Linked DNA regions of Rattus norvegicus: region 2 is linked to region 1. A link is a contact called in public Hi-C data. All regions are on one chromosome and are shown on one strand. The core of a region is the stretch at or near the end of the contact, and the rest is flanking DNA. Distances in the headings are between cores, read along the strand shown.

Region 1 (3,905 bases), core at 958-3,457:
AGCGCGTGGACTCCGCTTCTCCGGCGCCAACACCCACCCCAGGGACCATCGGCCTCCCACCCGCGGGGCGTATCCCAGGCCCAGTGCCCAGGGGGAGGGGAGTTCCCACGGTGTGGATGATCCGCACACTCAGAGCCAGCAGCCCGCCTTCCAGCCCCTGTGCGCTTGCGTCCCGACTCCTCCTCCGCCGCTCCTGGGTCATGGGTGGGCCGGAGTCCAGGGACCGTCTGCAGCCCACGCTCCAGGGAGCCACGCGGAACCCTGCTTGTTCATTCATAGGTTTTCCTCCAAGAATCTGAAGTTCGTGGAGGACACTTCCAAGAGTTCTCTCATGATTATCAGTCGGTTCAAGAAAGGGAAAAAAAAAGTATAGGCTAACTCCGAGCAGAGGTCGCTGAAGGGGACGTGTACCCCACACAGGCTGGACGCGTGGTTCCGTCCTCTAGTACGTGCACCTGTTCACGAGTTTGCTGGGAGTGAGAAGATTCCGAGATTGGCCAATCTTATCCCTTTTGTTTATTACGTTTAATAAACAAAAGTAAAAGTTTGCTTCCCAGTTCTAGAAATGCCTTCTGGTCTTTCCGCCCTGAAGCGGGATTTAGGCATCCTCTAACACTGCAGAGAATTATCAATGTCGATCCACAGTGGGGCATCCACAGAAGAGGTCCTACAGATGGTGGGGCCAAGGGTCCAGAAAATAGCGTCAGCGAGGGACAAATTCCGGGGTTCTGGACCGTCAGGCACGTTTCGCTTGGGGGACCCTTGAGCGTGAGGGTGAGGGAGGACCCACGTCCACCCACAGCCACGAGCGTCATGGAGCATCAGGCGGGTTCCACCTTAAAGAGTCCCGGAGCGCCCAACTGCGGAGACGCCTGGCACCTGCAGGGGGCGCTGCTGCCTCGCGGTTCCTCCCGCGCCGGGGCACAGCGAGCTCCTCGGCCTCCAGGCCTTCGTCCCCGGAGGGGGTGGGGACCCTAGGGGGAGGAAGGGCGCGAGTGCGGCCGCTAGGTAAGGATCCCGAGCCCTTCTGGATAGAGAAACAGCCTCCACAAGGCGCTAGCTGCGTGCAGCCTTCCGTCTTTCGGCCCAGAGAGGAAGTGCAAGCAGAAGCCCTCCCCTGCCCCCACCGCCTTCCTGCGTCCCTCCACCTCCGCTCTCCGACCCCGACCGTGCTTCCCAGACCCTTTGTTCTCCAGGTTGGGAGCGGCTGGGTGGGTTCCCCGGGGAGGAGGTGCCCTCGCTGCACGTGGAGGGGAAGGGATTGTCGCCGGGCTTCCGACCCGCAGTTCTCGCCCTTAGAGTCCCCTTAGCCCCACCGCCCCTTGACTTGGGCAGCTCCGTGTGGGCTTTCCCGCCTCTCTTTCCACGTCGCCGCCTCCCGGGTCTCCAGGAAGAGGAAGGGTAAAGACTGACGCCAGGGGCTAGAGAGACCACGTCTACTTCCAGGCGCGGAGAAGCCCCTGGGACTCGTTTGGGCCTGAACCCACAGCGCCCGCCGCAGGTCACCGAGGGCATACTCGGACCTCGGGCGCACGGTCGCGGCAGCAAGTCCCGTCGCAACCCCTCTTCCTGAGGACCCCAGAGCCCCAGAGGGGAGAATGGGACATTGTATGTCGCGCCCAGGAGTCTGATTGCAAACGAACGCTCTCTCCACCCCACCCTCGGCGGCGCCACCCGCGTCGCCCCTCTGCCGCGCGTGACCCCAAGGGCTTGGGCGATTGTGTCTCCCTGAGTACAGTTACAATTGTGTTCGGCTTAATTTCTTACTCGGCTGAAGGCGTCGCGGAGTAAAGCGAGGGGAGCAGGATGTAGGGTGGGGGAGGGGAGCTAGAGCGGGAAACTGCGGGGGAGGGGAGGGCAACTGCACAGTGAAGGGCTACTACAGGTCCCGAGTCCGAGGTGACCAGGCAGCACCACTCATCCAGGCCCAGAACCTGGGCCCAGCAGCCGTAGCGTGGCAGAGCTCTCCCCAGCCTCGGCCCTGTGCACGAATCTCCGCAGACTGCCATCCTCACTCTTTGCACTCCAGCTCATTTGCGCTCGGCCGGGTTGGGGGAGGGTTCCGCACCAGCAGGGTGTCACCAAGTAGGTGCAGCCGCTGGAGTAGCAGCTCGGCCTGTGGCTGTCAGCTCCAGGCTTACGGGAGCCCCCTCCCGCCTCTTGGCTTGACCCAGGTCCTCACTGGCTGGTCTAAAGGCGCGCTAGCACTTCTCTCCGCAGCGGGTTCCGGGGGACACACCCCATCCCCACCCCCGAGAGCTGGCGGCCAGCTCGGTATGCCAGGCGGCCAGACGGGCGCCCTGCCAAATTCCGCGTTCCTCTCCAGGAGACGGGGAATTGCGTCCCAGGCTCGGGAAAGCCGGTAGTTCGGGCTTGGGACTGGTTTGCAAAGCCTCCCCCCCGCTCCCCCAAGGCGCCAGGGACGCCTCTGCAGGTTGGATTCCTACTCCGTATCACTTCAATTTTAATTAATCTTTTAAAACACCGCTGTCACGTCGCTTGCAGAAAATTAATCAAACTTGAATCCTTGTTGCATAGCAAGAATTTCGATCCAAGTCTTTTAAAAAGGACTTGACTTTGCAAAGTCACGTCTTTTACAGTTCCTTCATTCCCCCTTTAGCAAGGGAAATACTGCAAAAGTCAGGACATGTTTGCTTCTTTCTGCCTTTAAAATGAAACTCTGCTTATTTCTGATCTTTATTTTCCTGTCTTTGAACAAAAAAAAAAGTTAAGCGATAAATTGCCTTACCTCTGTTAATTCGAAATATAATTAGTTTGAATGATCTTTGTTTAAGAGCCCAGATAAACTAAGATAATCTTAATTTTAATGTGACACGACCCCTATTTTTCCTTGTGAATAATGAGAATAAAGAAGTCATTAATTAATACCAAGGTATCTCCATAGAAGACGGTATCTGGTAGCGCCAAGACGCTGAAACATCGGTTGTATTAGTAATTGATACTGTATAATTGAACATGAAGATAGTCGTCTGTTTTTTAACCTCAAAGCTCCGAGTTTATTTGGTGATTACTGAGCTTCTAATAATTAATTTTAGTCCCTTCTTGATGCAAAAATTCTTAGGATTCCCAGTTCCCATGCAACGGAGGATTCTTATTAAAGCCCACCCCTCAAAATGATCGAGGAGCTATATCATGGAGCAACCCTTCCTGGCCCGTTATTTGTAATAAATTTGCCCTATTTTCATGTCTGATTACATTTCCCTGTGCTGTAATTTACGAAAGTACAAGAATATGCCTACTTCTTATTACTGCTTTGTCTCCCCGTCCGCACTCAGTCGGCTCAGCCTAGCACATGATCCCTAAGACGTTCAGCATTTTAAGTTTCTGAGATTTAAAGATGAATCCCATTAAAGAATCAAAAACTTTATACAGAGTGATTGCCACACACCAGACTCTGATCAAACCCACAACCTGCGTTAGCTCACACTTTTCTGTTATTAAGACGGACTTCCCAACACACTCCCCCTTTCCAACATGAATGGAGAAACAGCTACTGCAGTTTCCTGGGCTAAATTTAGTGTTAGCACAACTTTTGGCATTAATATAAAAATCCTCTCCAAAGTAATAAGGTCTTCCAAATAACAATGGCTATTTAGACTCTAGCTGTAAAGTGTCTACTGATTTCTCACCATGAATTTGCTAATGGCCCTGCCTTTTAACCAATCCAATGGGCTATGGTGTTTTTCTCGTGTGTACAAAGTTAAGAAAACCCTCCTCCGATACCTTCCACCAAACACGTGTCACCCCAAGTAAGCATGAAGTTTTTTATACCACATAAATATTCTTAGACCCTGCCCTTCTACGCCCCGCTTAATTATCAGCACTAGTCCTGAAACTGTTGGAAAGGACTTCAGCCTCACATTTTAATTTCCCCTTTACTACAA
Region 2 (4,018 bases), core at 139-2,638, 630 kb after region 1:
CTTTAAAGAGACAGTCATCCGGTGCCAAAACAGCGAGAAAAAAAATTTTGTTATGATTGTGAAATCTTTAGGAAAGTATACGTAACACCCAAACACTGCCAAAGAAAAGCTAACCTCGAGGGCAGTTTTAAGTGCTGAGATTCGATGAAAAGATGGGATCCCAGGGCATGAAAAGCAAGGATAAACAGAAAGGAAAACAGATACAAAGTGGCGCGTTAGAGAAAGTACAGCGGACTACTCAGTCGCAGCTTCCAGGCAATCCCATCAGGCCTTGGGAGTGTCCGTGGTAGAAACTGATAGACTGCACAGTGATTGTTTTCCCGCCTCTGTGAAGGTTTGTCTCCTGCTGTTCTAACTTTGCGCTGGGGCCATGGGCAGATAGAGGCACTGTCAGAGCCCCCTATAAGGAAGCAATGTGGAACCCTCACCCTCAATGGTTGGGGGTTACTTGGCAGGGAGGGACCAGGAGAGGGACCATCTGCAGAAAGGCCAGCCCTGGATACTAAACCAGAGGTGGTGGTAGGGTTGGTGGGGCTAAGAGAATCTGGGTTGTTCTTTAGACAACAAAATTGCCATATTGTCCTCCAGGCACAAACTCTTTCTATTGTTAGTACACTAACTTTTAGGGGACTCAGTTCTGAGACTGTGTGCTCTTAAAGCTCAGATTTCCTAAGCAGTAAATAATGCTCCTACCGGCGCCTACCCTAGAAAAAACTTCCCCCCAAAGTGCACACCCTACCTCTGCCAACTTTTGGGGACGTTATTTTGCTTATAGCTCGAACAGAATGAACTCCATGTACCTTCAGTCTGCAGTTCTGTGGATTGTGGCAGCTGTGATGAAACCACCAGTACTTTTGAGATATAAAGTTATTTTTAGCCTCCGGTGTACTTTCATTTTCTGGCCAGGCAAATGCTTTCCCTCTTTACAGTTTGTAAACCTCATAGTCATGGACCCGAGTTGGCCTCGGTCTTTTCTGCGATTTTCCTCATGGTATGCTTTTAGATCCGTGTGAGTTGTCACCTGTATTAACACCGAGTTAATGCTGGGCCACTTCTCGAGGGTGTGGTGTGCTTTTAGACAACTTTACCTGCATGGGCCTCATTCCGCCTCACCATCCTGACCGGAACAGCATTCCAGCTTGGGAAGGGAGCACCAAGCAACTCCTGCTTGTCAAGCCTAAGTGGACAGAGGGGACCAAGGACGTCGTGACGAGGAACAGACACTGGAAGTGGGCGCAGTCACCCTCGGACGCAATCCAGGCCCAGGGCTTCCCCGATGCTGGAGTCATCACACGGGGACACCCTGCGACCGCCTCGGACACCAAGGGCTCCAGCTGGGCGGCCGCCGGGGCACTGGAGTGCAAATGTCTGATCCCGAGGCTCACAGAAGGCAGGAGGCTGACCAATAAGCACCCCGCGCTCGGTCTACGGCTGCAGCTCCCGGAGCCGCGGGCTTATAAGTGCAGGGCTGGCCGCACTACACCGGCGTTTCCCTCCGCGCCGGCGCCGTGCTCCTCCGCGCGCGGACCGCGCTAGTCCCCGGCGGGGCGCTGGGCCCCGGGCTTGTGAGCCTCTCCGCGGGCGCCCTTCCCGCCGCTGCCACTGGGCTCTGGGAGCAGGGTGGCCGCGCCACCGCCGCGCGCTGCACGGAGCTGGCCTTGTTCTGCGCGGCGTCCGCTTGCAGGGCGTCGGGAGAAGGGGGTCGGTGCGCGTGGGGACAGAGCCCGCGGCGCCTCCGCTGCCTTCCCTCCCGGCCCCGAGGCCGACTTTCGTTTTGTGCCTGTTCACGGACTCAGCGGGCCGCTTTGTCTGTCGGCCGAGCCGCGGCCCAGCGGCCTTCCCGGGGCTGCAAGACGGAAAAAGCTGGGGCGTGGGTTTGGATTGTGCGTCACCTTCTCCTTTAGATTCGAGCCCTCGGCCGTTGTCCGCTTTAGGGTTTTGATCGTTGGGTTTTGTTGTTTTCTTGTGCTCAAAATGATCGGAAGCTCTGGCTCCCTGTACCATCATCTTGTGTCAGGAAAAAAAAAAAGGAAAGAAATAAAAAGGAAGGAAGGGGAGAAAAGGAAAGAAAGGAAAATAAACAAGTTTATTTATGAGGCCTCCTCAGATGGGGTGCACAGCCCTTGGCAGAAGCAATGTGACCAGAGAGAGCCTTGGGGCCTGGGGGTAAGGGTGGGAGACTGACCTGCGTTAGAATTAGGTTTGGGGTCCTACCTATGATTTAAGACTATCCAAAGGGAACGTGGGAAGAAGTTGGGTCTAAGAAGTCATCAGGGAAGGCATCTGTTTGCGCATACAACGGGTCAGGAATGAGAAAACAAACAAGTAATAGCAAATAAATAATACTAGCAAGGCAAGATGTGAACTCGAGTTCGGCCTTAGAGCTTCTTGTCTTGCCAATTTCCTCCCACAGCCGTGACATTTTAAACCTTTTGCTAACATTCTATAGTTTACATATTTGCTTATTGCTTTCTCTCCTTCCTGTAAGTGTATGAAAAACAAAACAAAACAAACAACAACGAAAAACAACAAACCAGGAGTTCACTGTTTCCTCTGAAACAATATACTGACAATATACTGGGAGCGTTGCAGATATTTGCTGAATCAGCAAATAAAAGGCATCACTTCAAGGTCCTGAGTTGAGGATAAACACATCACAGGACACAAGGAAAACTGTTCTCAACTCGCATTTATTTATTTATTTATTTATTTATTTATTTATTTATTTATTTAGACTCAAGAACTCATAAGGAATAGCTAAGAGGAAGCCAGATTGCCATTTCATTTTTCAGAGGAAAAAAAAGAGTTCTCTCCTCTGTGCTGCCTTCCTTTCTAGGGACTGGTACTGTGATGTGAATTCACCTAACGTGTATAAGGAAAATGAAAGTCCACATTGTTCTTCAATTACAGATCTCCAGTCACAGATCCCCGCCCCGCCCCCCTCCCAGTATGTGTAAATGTCATAGCATTCATGGCCCGCTGCTGCGGGACTTTGAAGAGTGCCCAGATGGAATTATACACTATTAAAGACACACCTGGACGGTGCTTCGGATGAAAACTGGATGAACCTCCTTTAGCTTAGAGGAAAATGACCTGGAGTACTGAAATGGGACCGCAGAATCTCAGAATAGCCAGCTATCCCCCCAAGGAGTTTTCCTGGATCAATTTGTATTTCTCTGGAAGTTTTGGTTAGGAAAAGTCTGCGCCTTGGCTGGACAGACTTGTAAGTCTGGTCACAGTAGAGGTGGGGAAGCTCTTCATAAGAAATAAGTTTAAGATTCCATGGATTAATGTTACAGTCATTCTGGCAATTATGGCATCCTAGTACGGAACCCTGGAGACATCTTTTGAGGTCATGCTTTCAAGGGTGTTTAACTAGTGAACTATTTAACCAGTGAACATCCAACAGTGTCAGGCACTGGTACAGGTGCCAGGTACAGCAGTGAACAGACAAAAGTGTCCCTGCTCTCCGACAGTCTTCCACTATCCCTGTGCCTTTCCCCTGTTTTAATCATTAATGTGTCATCAGCCTTCTTTACCACCTGGACCTCTTCACTAGTTTTTTTTTTCCTATTTCCTGTCCTTCAACTCATTCAGAATAAAAATATATGAAATAAAATGTGACGAAATAAAACTTAAAGAAAAATAGCCATTTAAGAAGCCAACTGTTAGCAAATAATTACTTTTTCAAGCTTTCTTTTTTATAAAGTCCTTTTCTCCTTGTTTTTTCCCAGTGGTTGTTGTGTGAATGAAAATAATTATTATCTAGTCTACTTCTACTCTTCTGCAAGAATGGTTTTTTTTTTCCACCTAAACTTGGATCACAGTCAACTTTATACAATTCACCACAAACATAATGCAGAGAACAGCAACATGTAGCATGTAAAAATAGATGCCCTTAAGATTGATTTTATTTCCTTCTCTCCCTCATTCTCCCTTCCTCTTTCTTTCTCTCTCCTCTCCCTCTCTAGGTCTCTGTCTCTTGACAGAGTCTCACGGGGAAGCTCAGCCTGGACTC

Evidence for each region. A called contact is a pair of places that touch in the nucleus more often than the background predicts.
Region 2: a contact with region 1 is called in a Hi-C map of kidney, with 5 times the contacts expected there. The contact joins two enhancer-like sites. A contact is called at or near these places in 4 of 12 Hi-C or Micro-C datasets (the A7r5 cell line, Schwann cells, kidney and 1 more).

What each region holds. Positions count from the first base shown.
Region 1 is chr17:85,693,039-85,696,943 of GRCr8, forward strand. It overlaps LOC108353137 (a long non-coding RNA gene), which reads left to right. Exons shown (of 3, transcript XR_010059276.1): 1 at 1-3,905. Among named protein-coding and RNA genes, the nearest start is that of Skida1, 20 kb to the right of the region's middle. Within about 2 kb of position 2,208, at least 68 of the 93 cell types and tissues checked have an H3K27ac peak or open chromatin away from gene starts, as enhancers often do. A contact at or near this core is called in the A7r5 cell line and kidney, where this site is marked.
Region 2 is chr17:86,324,798-86,328,815 of GRCr8, forward strand. No RefSeq gene overlaps it. Among named protein-coding and RNA genes, the nearest start is that of Spag6, 65 kb to the left of the region's middle. Within about 2 kb of position 1,389, at least 86 of the 93 cell types and tissues checked have an H3K27ac peak or open chromatin away from gene starts, as enhancers often do. A contact at or near this core is called in the A7r5 cell line and kidney, where this site is marked.